Linked DNA regions of Anas platyrhynchos: regions 2 and 3 are each linked to region 1. A link is a contact called in public Hi-C data. All regions are on one chromosome and are shown on one strand. Each heading gives the region's core, a stretch centred on a gene start, on an enhancer-like site or on the middle of the called end of the contact. The rest is flanking DNA. Distances are from core to core; before and after follow the strand shown. Region 1 has its middle 20 kb from the start of SEC61G. Region 2 overlaps LANCL2 (LanC like glutathione S-transferase 2). Region 3 has its middle 24 kb from the start of LANCL2.

Region 1 (4,027 bases), core at 612-3,111:
TTAGTGGGGACTGTTAGTGTTAGGTCAGAGGTTGGACTCGATGATCTTGAGGTCTCTTCCAACCTAGAGATTCTGTGATTCTGTGTGATTCTGTGAAAATCCTTTGGCAAGGAAATAGGAAAAAAAAAAAAAAAAATAAAGCTTCCTAAACAGATACACATTCAGAAAAATGCTGAAGAATCTGGGCCAGTCTGCAAAACATTACCTGTAGAGCTAGAAATAACTCTAAGGAAAGACCTGAAAGAACTAGCAACCACTTCTTTGCAACAAGGGAGAGACTGAGAGAAATAAGCAGAAGAAAAGAGCAGCGGTATAAAAACTGATCTGGAGGAAAGAGTGAGTCCTATGGGAAGTACAGGCTAACCAACATATTCACTGGGGCTACCTGAAAAGTCCATTTGGGATTTCTCTGAATTGGAGTAATTCTCAGAGATGTGGTTTGTTGTTTGACACATGACAAACAAAGAGAGAAACATTTGCTGAAAAGCTGAGCTCAGTTTGGATGTCATCTGCCAGTGTTCTTTCCTCCAAAGTGAAATTTCAAAAGCAGACACACAGGTTTGGTACTTCTTTTAAACTGCATCGTTTAAATAAATAATTGAAATGCTTCCATACCATGTTTTTACCCACATACAAGACCAGCTGACCTTCCAAAAAGAGTCCTAGTCTTCAAGGACTGCTTCAGGTAGTCCTTAGGTGGCCTTGGAGGATGGGATGGAAAATCCAGGGCCATGTCCTTCACCAGTCTGAATACACATTGAAGGTAGTACATACAGACATTGCATTCCCATGGAGATTCATTTTCTTTCTCACTGTGTACATATTTGACATTCTTAATGGTTCTTTATCCAGGAGAATGAGGCACCTCAGTGTTAAACAAATGTTGGGAATCATTGCTGAAGGGAGAGAGAGGGAATTCAACAAGGAGGTCAAAACAGAAGAGTGAACTTACAGCATGGAGACAAAATTAAATGAGGTCTCAAAAGGCATCCTGCTTGTCCAGGCACACTCTGCAGGGTTGGTGGCATTCTGATGCCAGCAAATCCCTTGACAAGCCCTGCCTTTCAGCCACATGGGGTACGCTGCTTGTGTCAGAGACTTGCCGGTCAAACTCTGGATTTGCTTCTGAAAATATTCCTTGTGTCATCAATTGTTGAGACCTGCAGTCATTAAAGAAATAAACAGGATTTGAGCCTTTAAAGTAAAATAAAGCAAAATCAAGGAATAGATTTAAAATGATTAAATTTGAAGCTTAGGGGGCTTTTTCTGCTTTCATTTACATTCTGAGCTTTTATCCAAAATGTGTCTTTTTATCTGCAGCTGTGTGCTGGGAGCATCTAACTACATTTATTTGGAGGACTTATTAAAATCATTTTATTCAAAGGATCTGCAGTATATGATAAAACTCCAAATATTGTAAAAGTTGGCTGAAAATATTTTGGGGTGCATTATACATGCAGCAGTTAAAAAAAAAAAAAAAAAAAAAAAGTGAAGAGAGGAGTTAGATGTCCTTGGGCTGGGTTGGGCTGAAGTTTTTAAAGGTGTTTGTCTGCTGAAGGAGTGGATGGGAGCTGCCGTATAGCCCAGCTGCATAGTCAGCTAAAGTACTATTGACTTTTTCAGGGACAATGTTGGAAAAAATCTTAGTTTGTCTCTGTACTTATGAGTAGTGAGGAGCTTATTTAGCGTAAGCCTTGTCTTCATACAGAAAGCTGCTCTTATCTGTTTACATCTCAGTAGGAAAGCTTGGGAACAGGGAGTTTCTTAAAATCATGGAGAGATGCAAAATACATCAGAGCAGTGCGAAGCTGGCTTGTTCCTGTCTTGACCTTGTGCCTGAGGTGCCACGTCAGAAAGAGCACTGAGGAAAACAGCTCTTGGAAATTTGTGTTCTTCGTTTACTGCCTCTCCATTGCCCAGCGTATGTCAGCTGTTGTGATAGTGGTTAGGGCTGGCTCCTGGCTAGAGGCGGGGAGATGGTCATGCATTTTCTGAGGCCATGTACTCAAAAATCTGTGTGTGTGACTGGGGGAGAAACTGACAAAGAGAGGAGGTGACCTAAGCACTGTGGTATTTCATAAAACTTGGGCGCAGCTCTCTGGAGACTGTTTTGAAGAAGAAGATGAGAGCATCCTCCACAATTATTGGCAAAATGTGATTTTTGTAACATCTGCCAAGAGTTTTGGTACCTGTCTTCTTTGCCATGTCCCATCTGCTAAATGAGCCAGCTCCTTGCAGGGCCATATAAATGCCCAGAGCACTTAGCTTTGAGTACAGTATTTTGTGGCATGGATGGGGTGCCTAAGAAATCCTGTGTTCAGCTGGGCACCGGCAGTTTAGTAGAAAGGAAAACAAGCAACTTTGGTGCTAAGGGCCGGGGGTAACCCCTGTGTCTGGCTTTTCTAGACAACTGCTTAAGTCTAGACAGTCATGTAACAAACCAAAAGTCCAGAAATCACTATGTCTACCAGCCCGGGACCTACTATCAGTCCAGTAAGAAGTAGAAGCCTTTTTTTTTTTTTTTTTTTTCTCGTGTTTAGTAATGCATAGTTTCTGTTATTTCTAGATGCAGGCTGACATAACTTACAAAAGTTAAAAAATGCCACACCAAGTGCATTGATTCTTTTTGTCCTGATGTATCGAGGAGAGGTAGCTTTCTCACCACCTACTCTTTCCATGGCAGGTAACCTTTTCTAAGGTAAGTTTTTTTTGCTGGTGAGTTTAGAAGGAAGCATAGGCACTTGCTCAGAGGTCGTGGTGGGATGAGTGAGACTACGAGGGAGCGTTTCGGAAGCAGCTTTGCCCACAGTGGGGGCAAGGACATGTAGATGCAGAGACCAAGGGCAGCATACATGATGCTGAGATGGGGACGCTGGGTGGCACTGCAGCACGCCGATATGCTGCTGCAGCATTTCCCCCGAAGTATGTGTAAGCAAAACGTACAGTACAGTTTTCCAAAGAAACTCCGCAGGTTCCTTTACGTTGCTTATTGTTGGCCAGAGCTGCCGCACTTCTTAGGGGGAAAAATGCAGCAATGTGGCTGCGTGGGATGTGCAGTTAGTCACAATGACAGACAATTTTCAGGAAAAAAAAAAAAAAAAAAAAAGTGGTTTTAGCGAAATAGTTGAGTAGAAATGTGAATTTCTGAGATCTGGTGATGAAACATGAAGTGGTCTGATTTAAGAGAAGACAAAAGTGTTTGCAATATTCACCAATAAATCATCCATGCTGACATAGTAAGGAACTGACATAGTAAGGAACTGATTCTCATAGTTGTGATACGGTGTCTTTTTCAGTAGAGAAATGAAGAGTACTGAAACAGTGCTGAATTTTCCATTTTGTATGGAAGAAGAAGGAGAAAAAGCACAATAGTTATAGTGGCAATACTGCAGTAACAGCTGCTGTGTAGAGGACTGAAGGAGTACATGGTGACCTTTGTGTGTAAAAGTTGGAAGCTCTTTGTCCACAGAGTGATCTGAGGCAAGAGCTGTTAAGAACAAACAACACGTACCAAGTGTACTGTTGCCAGAAAAACAAGTTGGCCTATTACTAGTCCTGGTGTCTGTCACCCTCTGTCTGGGGAGGGATGAGGTATCCAAACTGAAAAATTGAATTCTGCATATAATTTTCTCTTAGAATAATTATGATCACAGAAGCTTGTCTGACTGTGTGAGGTCCCTTGGCTTCAATCTGAATCACCTTACACCAAAAAGAGGGACAGTGAGAACAATCTTCATGGCCCCTCCTCCATACAGGGGAAAGAATTAATTATTATTTTGTGTCCAAGAGATGCAGATCCCGAGAGACTGCACAATATTAGTTTTCTCAAGTGACCTGTAGGATCCCACTGCACCCTGCACAATCAATGAACCAGAACACCCCTTCCTGAGGACAAAGGTTGAGGATGAAAGCTAGCTAGAGCAAGTTTTAAAGACTACTGTTACTTTCACAGACCTGTTAATTTTGATCATGCTCTCATACAGCTTACACTCAAGGTTTACTAGAAAGTCTTACCCTCCACCTGCAC
Region 2 (4,027 bases), core at 962-3,461, 340 kb after region 1:
GCTTTCACACCAAGCACAGGGACTTGTGATAGCAGACAGCAGCGTTTGTCCTGGAAATCAAATGCTGTTGCCAGGCCTTCATTTGAAGCTTTACAACTGAGTAGCTGGCAAACCCTATTCATAGAGAGGGACTTTCTTTATCAAGCTTGTGGATTTAAGAGTCCTGCACGTTAATTGCTTCTGTTACTTCATTAAGTCGCATCTGTGAAGAGGAGGCCATCTTCAAAGGACTGTGTCTATAGCAGTGCATCAGTTACTTTCTTTGTCTTGTTGATCTGTGGTGTGACCTAGGCAAAGGGGAGCACAGAGCAGTCTTACAAGTCAGTGGTGCTGTTCACTTTGGTGTTTTTGTTTTTTTTCTGCTGCCTCAATGGACTCTCTGTGCATGTAAAATGCACTTCAGTTGCAATGTATTTTGTAAAATTGGTCCTTTGTCCAGCTGGCCAGTACCTCACGAGTATTTCCAATATAAATACTAGTCGAGGTAATGGATTGTTCCTACTTGTACTTGGGATAGAGGAAAGAGCCCTGAAAGAAGGATTCTCGTGCGTTTTTCGACATGGAATTGAAGGCAGATAGTGAGTAACCAGCAGGAATTAATCAGAAAGATCAGGAACTGGCCCTTCAGGACCAGATTTGATGGCCACTATTCTGTTACATTTCTTGGAGGCAAGAATTACTTTCCTGTATTTCAAATCAAATTATGTAGTGGTTGGGAAATAGAGGGGAGAAGCGAAAAAGGATCATGTACCCTGCAAATAGATTACAGGCTGTGGAACCAAGGACCTCGAACTTTAGGGTTTTTTTGTTTTTACTAATTTCAGAAAGAAAAACTTGAGTTCTTTCTTTTTCCACACAGAGAAATGAGAAGCAACTTGGAAGAAAAGCAAGTCTATGATGGTTGGAGTCTTAAAATCCAAAATAAACTATATATGAAAAACTCCACCTCCATAGCAAAACATCTTCCAGGTCCAGGATCACTTTGTAATCATTAATACTTCAATTTATATGTTTATTTTCTGTTTTTGTTCCGCAGACTTTTAAAGAGGATAAGTACTTGAAAGATGCCATGGAGTGTAGCGACGTCATCTGGCAGAGAGGTTTACTGAGAAAAGGCTACGGGATCTGCCATGGTACTGCTGGCAATGGCTACTCCTTCTTGTCTCTCTATAACCTAACTCAGGACAAAAAGTACCTCTACCGAGCTTGCAAGGTGAGCTCTGCAGCATCCCAGCAAAGTCACTCGTCCCTTTCATGTGTTTCATGCACTTCCAACTCACACCTTTGGGTAGACGACTTCAGCTGTGTATGTGGGCACTTGCATCTTAGTACAAAGAGTGGTTGAAAAACCACACAAACGCACTTCGCTGTGCTGTAAATAGAGTCGGAGAATCAGCCAGCCTGAACAACAAGAGATGAATGTTACATGGTGCTAATTATTCCATTGAGAGATCCACTGTCATCCTCAGCTCCTCCAGCGATACTGTTAGTAGTCCTTTGTAATTATTTGTTTTCAGACTAGTGTCTGTTTGGGGCTTTCAGAGCTCTGAATTGCAGTTATTAAATTGCTCACTTAGGTTTTTTTCATTAATACAAATTGCAGAGAAAGACGCAGTCAAAATTTTTCCATTGGGAGCATCCAGGTTCTGCTATCAGCTCTCACTGTGCTAGCAATTGACAAAAGAAAAGGCTTTTTCTGCCTCTGTTTCCTGGTTTTTGGTTTTGTTTTGTTTTCTACTTAATTCATTGATAGTGGGTTTCATGCTGCATATATAGCTACTCAACTGAGGTCTATCTAAAGGTAGAGCAGTGGGAAGTTTGATGAGTTGCTTTCAAGGTGTTTTCAGATGAGTCACATGTAAAGCTAGTGCATTCACCTCTACTGTTAGCTTGTCCACCATCAGCAGAGCTTTACAAAGTGGCTGTTCCTGTCACCTTATGTTTACATGTGCGTCAATCTGTGGGGACACATGTATGCATACACGCATCCTGGAGAATGCGATAAGCCCCTAGTACTGCCACGGCAAATGTGTGACCTTGTTGTGTGTGAACTGATCCTCTGCTGATGTGTGAGCCACGCTACCAAGCACGCATTGCTTTCAGCACAACAGTTGGGCTCTCCCTGTCATCCTCCACTTCCATACATTTCCTGGGGCTCTGTGCAGCATTAGCAACTCCTGCTCACACTGCATTTCTTGCCCAGGGGAACCCTGTAGCTCTGTCCAAAGCTAGAGGAAAGCAAGCATACCCGGATCAGAGCCAAAGAAGGAGGACACTCAGTTAGATACCTGAAATTCCTTTGAGGAGGAACATGTGGCAGTGAGCCAAAGGCTGTTTGCTGGAAGTGCCGAGCACAGTCGGGTCTGGCAGCACACTTGTTGCCATTCTGCATTTTAGCACCTGCAGTGTTCAGTCAGGCCCCCTAAGCTCTTGCAGGGAAAATCTTGAAATGGGCAAAGGAGTTTGTTGATCTTTGGCATTCTTGAAATCTTTTCTTTCTGAGACAGAGCATGCAGGGAAACAACCATGCTTGAGACAGAGCATCCAGGGAAACAAACGTGCTGCTGGCATCCTGGGCTCCAGAGAGCATCCAAGCCCTTCATTTTTTATTTTTTTTTTTTAATTTTTTTTTCCTTCTTTCAAGATAAACGTTCAGAGGTCTGAAAGGCTGTTTCTCGATGGCAAGCTTGTTCAGCCTGTGTGACAAATAATGGCAGATGTCTTTGTACTAGAAGAGATTTCTTTTTCCTTGGTTTAACAAAGACATTAATATGGTTTATTGGATCTACAAGGTTTACCAAAGCTAAGGATTTATAAACAATGATTCGTTTAGTAGCCTGGGGATGCATTTTTGTAATTTCTGTTGAAGTTCCCAGGCTGGCAATAATAATTATAAAGGCTATTATGCAATAAGATGTGGATGTTGCAAGAATTGATTGTAGTTCAGAAACGTGCCATAGACACGTTCTGTCCTCACGTAAAAGAGAAGGCTACAAGTTTGGTTTGAAGATCTGTAGGGGGGCCCAAAATACTTCATCATTGCTCAATAACCGTGGACCACAGTGTTTGTGTTTGTGAGTTCATTGCTGGGTTTCCTCAAGACATTCTCACGTGGACACACACACACTCACGTCCCAAGTGATGAAATCCATTCCCCAGTAAATACTTAAAGAGAACAGAGGGAGTGGGGCAAGATACCACTCTTTATCCTCCTGTTCAACAGCTGATGGTTCTGGGAGCCTATTCATATATCACATAGCTCCAACCGTGGAGCCTGAGCACCCTCTAGTGAGTACGATGAGCTGTGTTCTGTATCAGGCTCCCAAAATCACAGGGGAAGCAGGGAGAGTTCTCTTGGTTCTTTGCTCTGCAGGACTCTTGTGCTTTTAGCACCGTGTTTTGCATAAGCAGCGGTTTGCTTCCAGACACAGAAATGCCAGGGGAACGTGTGGGCCCTGTGCCTGCTCTGGGGAGCCATAAAGGAGAAATGGATTGTTGCTCTTAAATTGATCCAGATGGGGTTTGTAAGTAAGGTATGTCTAGTGGCTACTGCAGCAGCGCTGATCAAACACGAGAAAGACACTGTTAACTTGTTTTTAAAAGGTATTCCATCCTCTGCAACAAAATATTGACCACCATAATTGTCTAACTGTATTTATAACGATTTTTTGTGAGGCTTAGGGAGAGAAAATAGATAAAGCTAAGTAATGGCAGCTGGGGATTTAATACTCTAAATCAGTGCATGGAAGTGGAAGAAAACAAATGCAGTTAACAACTCTCAAGTCCTTAGGAGGTGGATAAATTAAGTGCCAACACAGATAGGAACTAATGTTACGGTATTAGAAAATTTCTGCCCTTGAAACTGTTCTTGCAGAGCTCTTCATTGATGTGTAGTGGGATTGTTTTTTTTTGTTTTGTTTTTTGTTTTTTTTTTAAATCAGAATTAAGTACAACCCAACTAATTATGTTGTTGTGGAGCTGAAACTCCTGCTGTGGAAATACATATCCTAAAAAATAATTGCAGCCA
Region 3 (4,027 bases), core at 466-2,965, 290 kb after region 1:
TGATCTCAGTTCAAATAACTAAAATATAAAAAGTGACAAAGGATGCAATAGCACAAGACAGCCAAAGAAACACAGCTGCAGTGTAATCCCCCTATCTGCCTGCACAGGATATGATAGGTTAAGATAAGATAAAGAAAATTGCTATTTAAAGATAGGAGAGGAAGGCAAGTCTCTGCCATATCCTTCCATCATTATCCTCAGCAGCACTGATCAAGCCATGCCCTTTACTACTCCTAAACTCATGCTGGGATAGAGCAAAGCAAACCTTTAGGGAACTCATTTAACAAGCAACAATTGCATCAGATCATGTAAGAAATTTCCAGGATAGCCAGTAAGAGCTGACACACTCTGAGGAGGCCCACAGCCACAGCCAGACCACCTACTGCAGTGCCCAGGACAGACCTACATGTGCAGTCCATCGCTGAAGATGGGAGAGCTGGACCAAGCCATCCTGTCTGTGTGGCCAGGTTTTCTGTCCCAACACTGGTGGCAGCCACGCAGCTCATGCCAAGGGCTCACTAGCAGAAGAACATTTCTCCATGTGGCATCGAGGTTGGCGCTTACTAATCCACCAGCTCAGCCTCCTTGAAATTGCATTATGTTTGTTGACAGAGATGGGCTCTGATCAAATGTTGGTGCCCACCAGAGGCAGACTCATGGCAGACCCACCAAGAGCAATGCCACGGGGACTGCAGGCACCAAGGGACACATCCTGTGCAGGGTGCTTGGTGGGGTGGTTGGGCTTCCTCCCTGTGGGTCAAGGTGGCCCACTTGGAGCCCACCTGGAAGTACATACACTCAGCAGTAAGCCCCCAGACCCAAAATGTAGATTATTGCTACTCTTTATTTAGGAGAGGAGCTGGAGTTAGATAGAGATTAGGTGGTGCTTTAAATTTTTCGCTGGGAACTGAAATCTCTCTAATAAGCACCATCTGTGTGGTGTTTAACACCAGAGCTCCTATTTCAGAAAGCCTTTTGCTTTAAAACCTCTTGCTTTATGAAGAGAGCAGAAGGAACATCATTTAATGCATGTGTTAACCCCAGAGGCTGCTGCTTTCGGTGAGTTACAGCCCTGTGAAACTAAACCAGCTCAGAAATAGTGATTTATTTGTCTTCTGTATCTAGTATCGTATGAGCTGGGTTTTCTTCTGTTGGTTGTTTTTTCCTTCTCATTTGTTCCTTTTGAGTACAGATATGGGTTGCAGTAAACTTCACAGGTCTCCATCCCTCTCAGGTGGGAGCTATGATGATACAGGAGATGGCTGTTTTTCCCTCACAGACGTTTTATGTAGCTGTATTTGTACTGGCACTCTTAACAAGTCAAAGTGCAGTTAATAGGAGTCACAGCTGGCTGTATCGGTTTCTGTCTAGTCGTTGAATCATCAAAAGCACCGGAGTTGTTTGTGAATTTAGTGATGGTGGATAAAAAATACAGCAATGTGTGACCTCTGCCACTGCTCATGGAGACAAAGCCACGCCAGGCCCAACCCTGCTGGGCTCGATGGAAACATAACAGTGAGGCAGCTCTTGCACAGCAGGGTGGTGAGGTCCTCCCAGCCTGTCCCCTGTGAACAGCCCCACCGTTTGGGGATTGTGGACATAAAGCTATCGGAGATTTCTAGAGAGAAAGCTTGTGAAGCCTGCATGGGCTCTGGGGCCTGCGCTTGGTGCTTCGTGCCCAGCAAGCATGCTGGTGCTGCAATGAGCCTTGCTGTTGAAGGCAGTGGAAGGAAGGCTAACAGTGCCCTCTCTTGGAAGAGAAAGAAACCGTACACGAATATATAGCTTTAGTATCTGTCTCCAAGCAAACAGAGCAGAAAGAAAATAAAAAATGAAAAATAGCTTGCATGGGCAATTTATTTTCCAGTCCATTCAGAGTACAGGTTCACGCTACATTTAATCCAGGCTAAGTACGGGCTGCTGCTGTAAAGGGTTGCTGCACTGATCCGATGGAAAATAAATCCTTCTCTCTGATGGCTTAGTTTCAGTGGATATGCAATGCAATTACATGCACAAGAGATCTGACATCTGACATGGCAATGTGTGTCCCAAGGACATGACTGTACTCCTTGGTGACAAGTGTACGTCCTTCTGCCCCCAAAAGCTCTTGTGCATGTTCCTGTGAAGTACTCCATTTCCATAGCACTCCGTTATTTTTCGTGTCATGTAAGAGAAGCTATATTGTGCAGATAATGCTGTGAAGAGTTAAAATAATGCAGGTAGACAGGCTATGTCAGGACAAAGGAAATTAGGTTCATTTTTGGCTTGTGATTTTTAAACTACTGGTGGGAAGTAGTCTTTCTCCAGAGTTTCTTCTTCATTTGAGGAGATTCCAGCATAATTTGACATATTGCAAAGTAAATAAATATATATTTGGTGAAAAGTCATGGTCTTATGTAATCCTTCCAAAGTAAAAACTTCCATATATTTTCAAAAATTATTATATTATCCCCTGTCTTGCAATACAATTTTTTCCTATTACGTGTTTTATTGGTTCAGAACACAATGGAGATTTGCCTAAAAATCTGGATTATTTGTGTTTTGTTGCAAATAAGCATGTTGAAATTGAGTTATAAGCAGGTAAGGCTCTGAATTTTTCTCAGATCAAGTGTTAAGTGAACAATCTTAATTCCCATCACACATCAGCTGTGTAGGTGAGCAAAAGTAACAAGATGCTTTTATTCCAAAAATGGGGTTCTTAGGGACCTTTTGTATTTGCAGAGGGCAGCACACACATCTGTGAGGTACATCTCCGTAAGTGATAAGACCATGGATCTGTGTTCCTCCCAAAAGGTGGACTGCTTTCTCCCAGTTTTCATATCTCTGATGTATGGCAAAACCATGCTTGTTATATTTCGACTATCATTTGAAGAGCAAGCAAGTGGGCTGATACCCCTGCTGAGGAAGTCTGTGTGTGCCAAGGGAATGTTATCCCACCAGGTAGCAGGCAGCATCAAGATATACCTTCCTAGTTACCTGGTGGTGAGGCAATGGGCTTTTGAAATCAATACAAAAAGGCAGGCAGGCAGCAAGCAATTCCTGGGAGAAACTGTGATCTATATGTGATTAAACAACAGTTATTAGAGGTATCACTGAGGCCAAATTCATCTTTGTATGCATCCTTGTTAGAGAGCTAATTACAGTGGCTTCTCTGATGCTTTCCTTCAGTAAAAGCTGGTTCAGACCAATTGGGCACCTCTCCCAAGGGGACAACGGTCCCTGGGAAGCTTAAAATCATTATGTAGCAAGAGATGGGCCCGTTGAGATGCTGGCAGTGGGGATAGCCTGGAGGATTTTCAGCAAGCTGGTTACAAAGGGAAGCGAGTGTCAAGAGACAGGAGAGTAGAAATGGCACATTTAGACAACCCAAAGTAATCCTGCAGAGACCTCCATGGTGACACTGGCTGCTTCACAGTGAGCAACAAAAATTTAGGTTCACAACAACCCTGGAAGGTAGGAAAATGTATAGTACAACAGGAAAATGAGATAAAGAAATGCAAACCAGGCTGGTGTGGGTTTGCCTAATAGGGAGGGAGATAATAGGTTTTCATGTAGCTGCATAAGAGTTGTCAGGATGGAAGAAGAGCATCCTTCTTAAGGAGGGAGAGAGAACTTGGAGGAAGGATGAGATAAGACAAGTCAGAGGCTCTTTAACAGACTTGGTGGGGAGGGAGAAACTGGTGTTTTAAAGAAAAGTGGGGAGTTGTTTGAGTACTCTTCAGATATTTTGTTTATTTTTTGGACTTGTTTCTTCATCAGAGGAGAATGGAAATCTATCAGACCTTGCTTGGAAAACAAACCCCTTTACTGAATGTGACTTTTGCAAAGAGATGCTGAATATGTGGTCTTCGGGTCTAATTAGAATCATAGAATATACTAAGTTGGAAGGGACCCATAAGGATCACCAGGTCCAACTCCTGGCACCACACAGGTCTACCCAACTTCTTGCAAAGAGGTTTGTTCAGCAGGTAGAAAAGGGCATAGGCACATATATAGTCTCTTGAAGGATGCAATTAACTATTTTGCA

What was found. A called contact is a pair of places that touch in the nucleus more often than the background predicts.
Region 2: a Hi-C map of skeletal muscle shows a contact between it and region 1, with 2.1 times the contacts expected there. The contact joins two enhancer-like sites. A contact is called at or near these places in 3 of 8 Hi-C or Micro-C datasets (liver, skeletal muscle and subcutaneous adipose tissue).
Region 3: a Hi-C map of subcutaneous adipose tissue shows a contact between it and region 1, with 4 times the contacts expected there. The contact joins two enhancer-like sites. A contact is called at or near these places in 4 of 8 Hi-C or Micro-C datasets (F1 follicle, liver, skeletal muscle and 1 more).

Annotation. Positions count from the first base shown.
Region 1 is chr2:102,446,650-102,450,676 of IASCAAS_PekinDuck_T2T, reverse strand. No RefSeq gene overlaps it. Among named protein-coding and RNA genes, the nearest start is that of SEC61G, 20 kb to the left of the region's middle. Within about 2 kb of position 1,861, at least 4 of the 8 cell types and tissues checked have an H3K27ac peak or open chromatin away from gene starts, as enhancers often do. A contact at or near this core is called in F1 follicle, where this site is marked.
Region 2 is chr2:102,109,080-102,113,106 of IASCAAS_PekinDuck_T2T, reverse strand. LANCL2 (LanC like glutathione S-transferase 2) reads left to right here. Exons shown (of 9, transcript XM_005014930.4): 7 at 1,037-1,213. Among named protein-coding and RNA genes, the nearest start is that of LANCL2, 22 kb to the left of the region's middle. Within about 2 kb of position 2,211, at least 1 of the 8 cell types and tissues checked has an H3K27ac peak or open chromatin away from gene starts, as enhancers often do.
Region 3 is chr2:102,155,154-102,159,180 of IASCAAS_PekinDuck_T2T, reverse strand. No RefSeq gene overlaps it. Among named protein-coding and RNA genes, the nearest start is that of LANCL2, 24 kb to the right of the region's middle. Within about 2 kb of position 1,715, at least 3 of the 8 cell types and tissues checked have an H3K27ac peak or open chromatin away from gene starts, as enhancers often do. A contact at or near this core is called in F1 follicle, where this site is marked.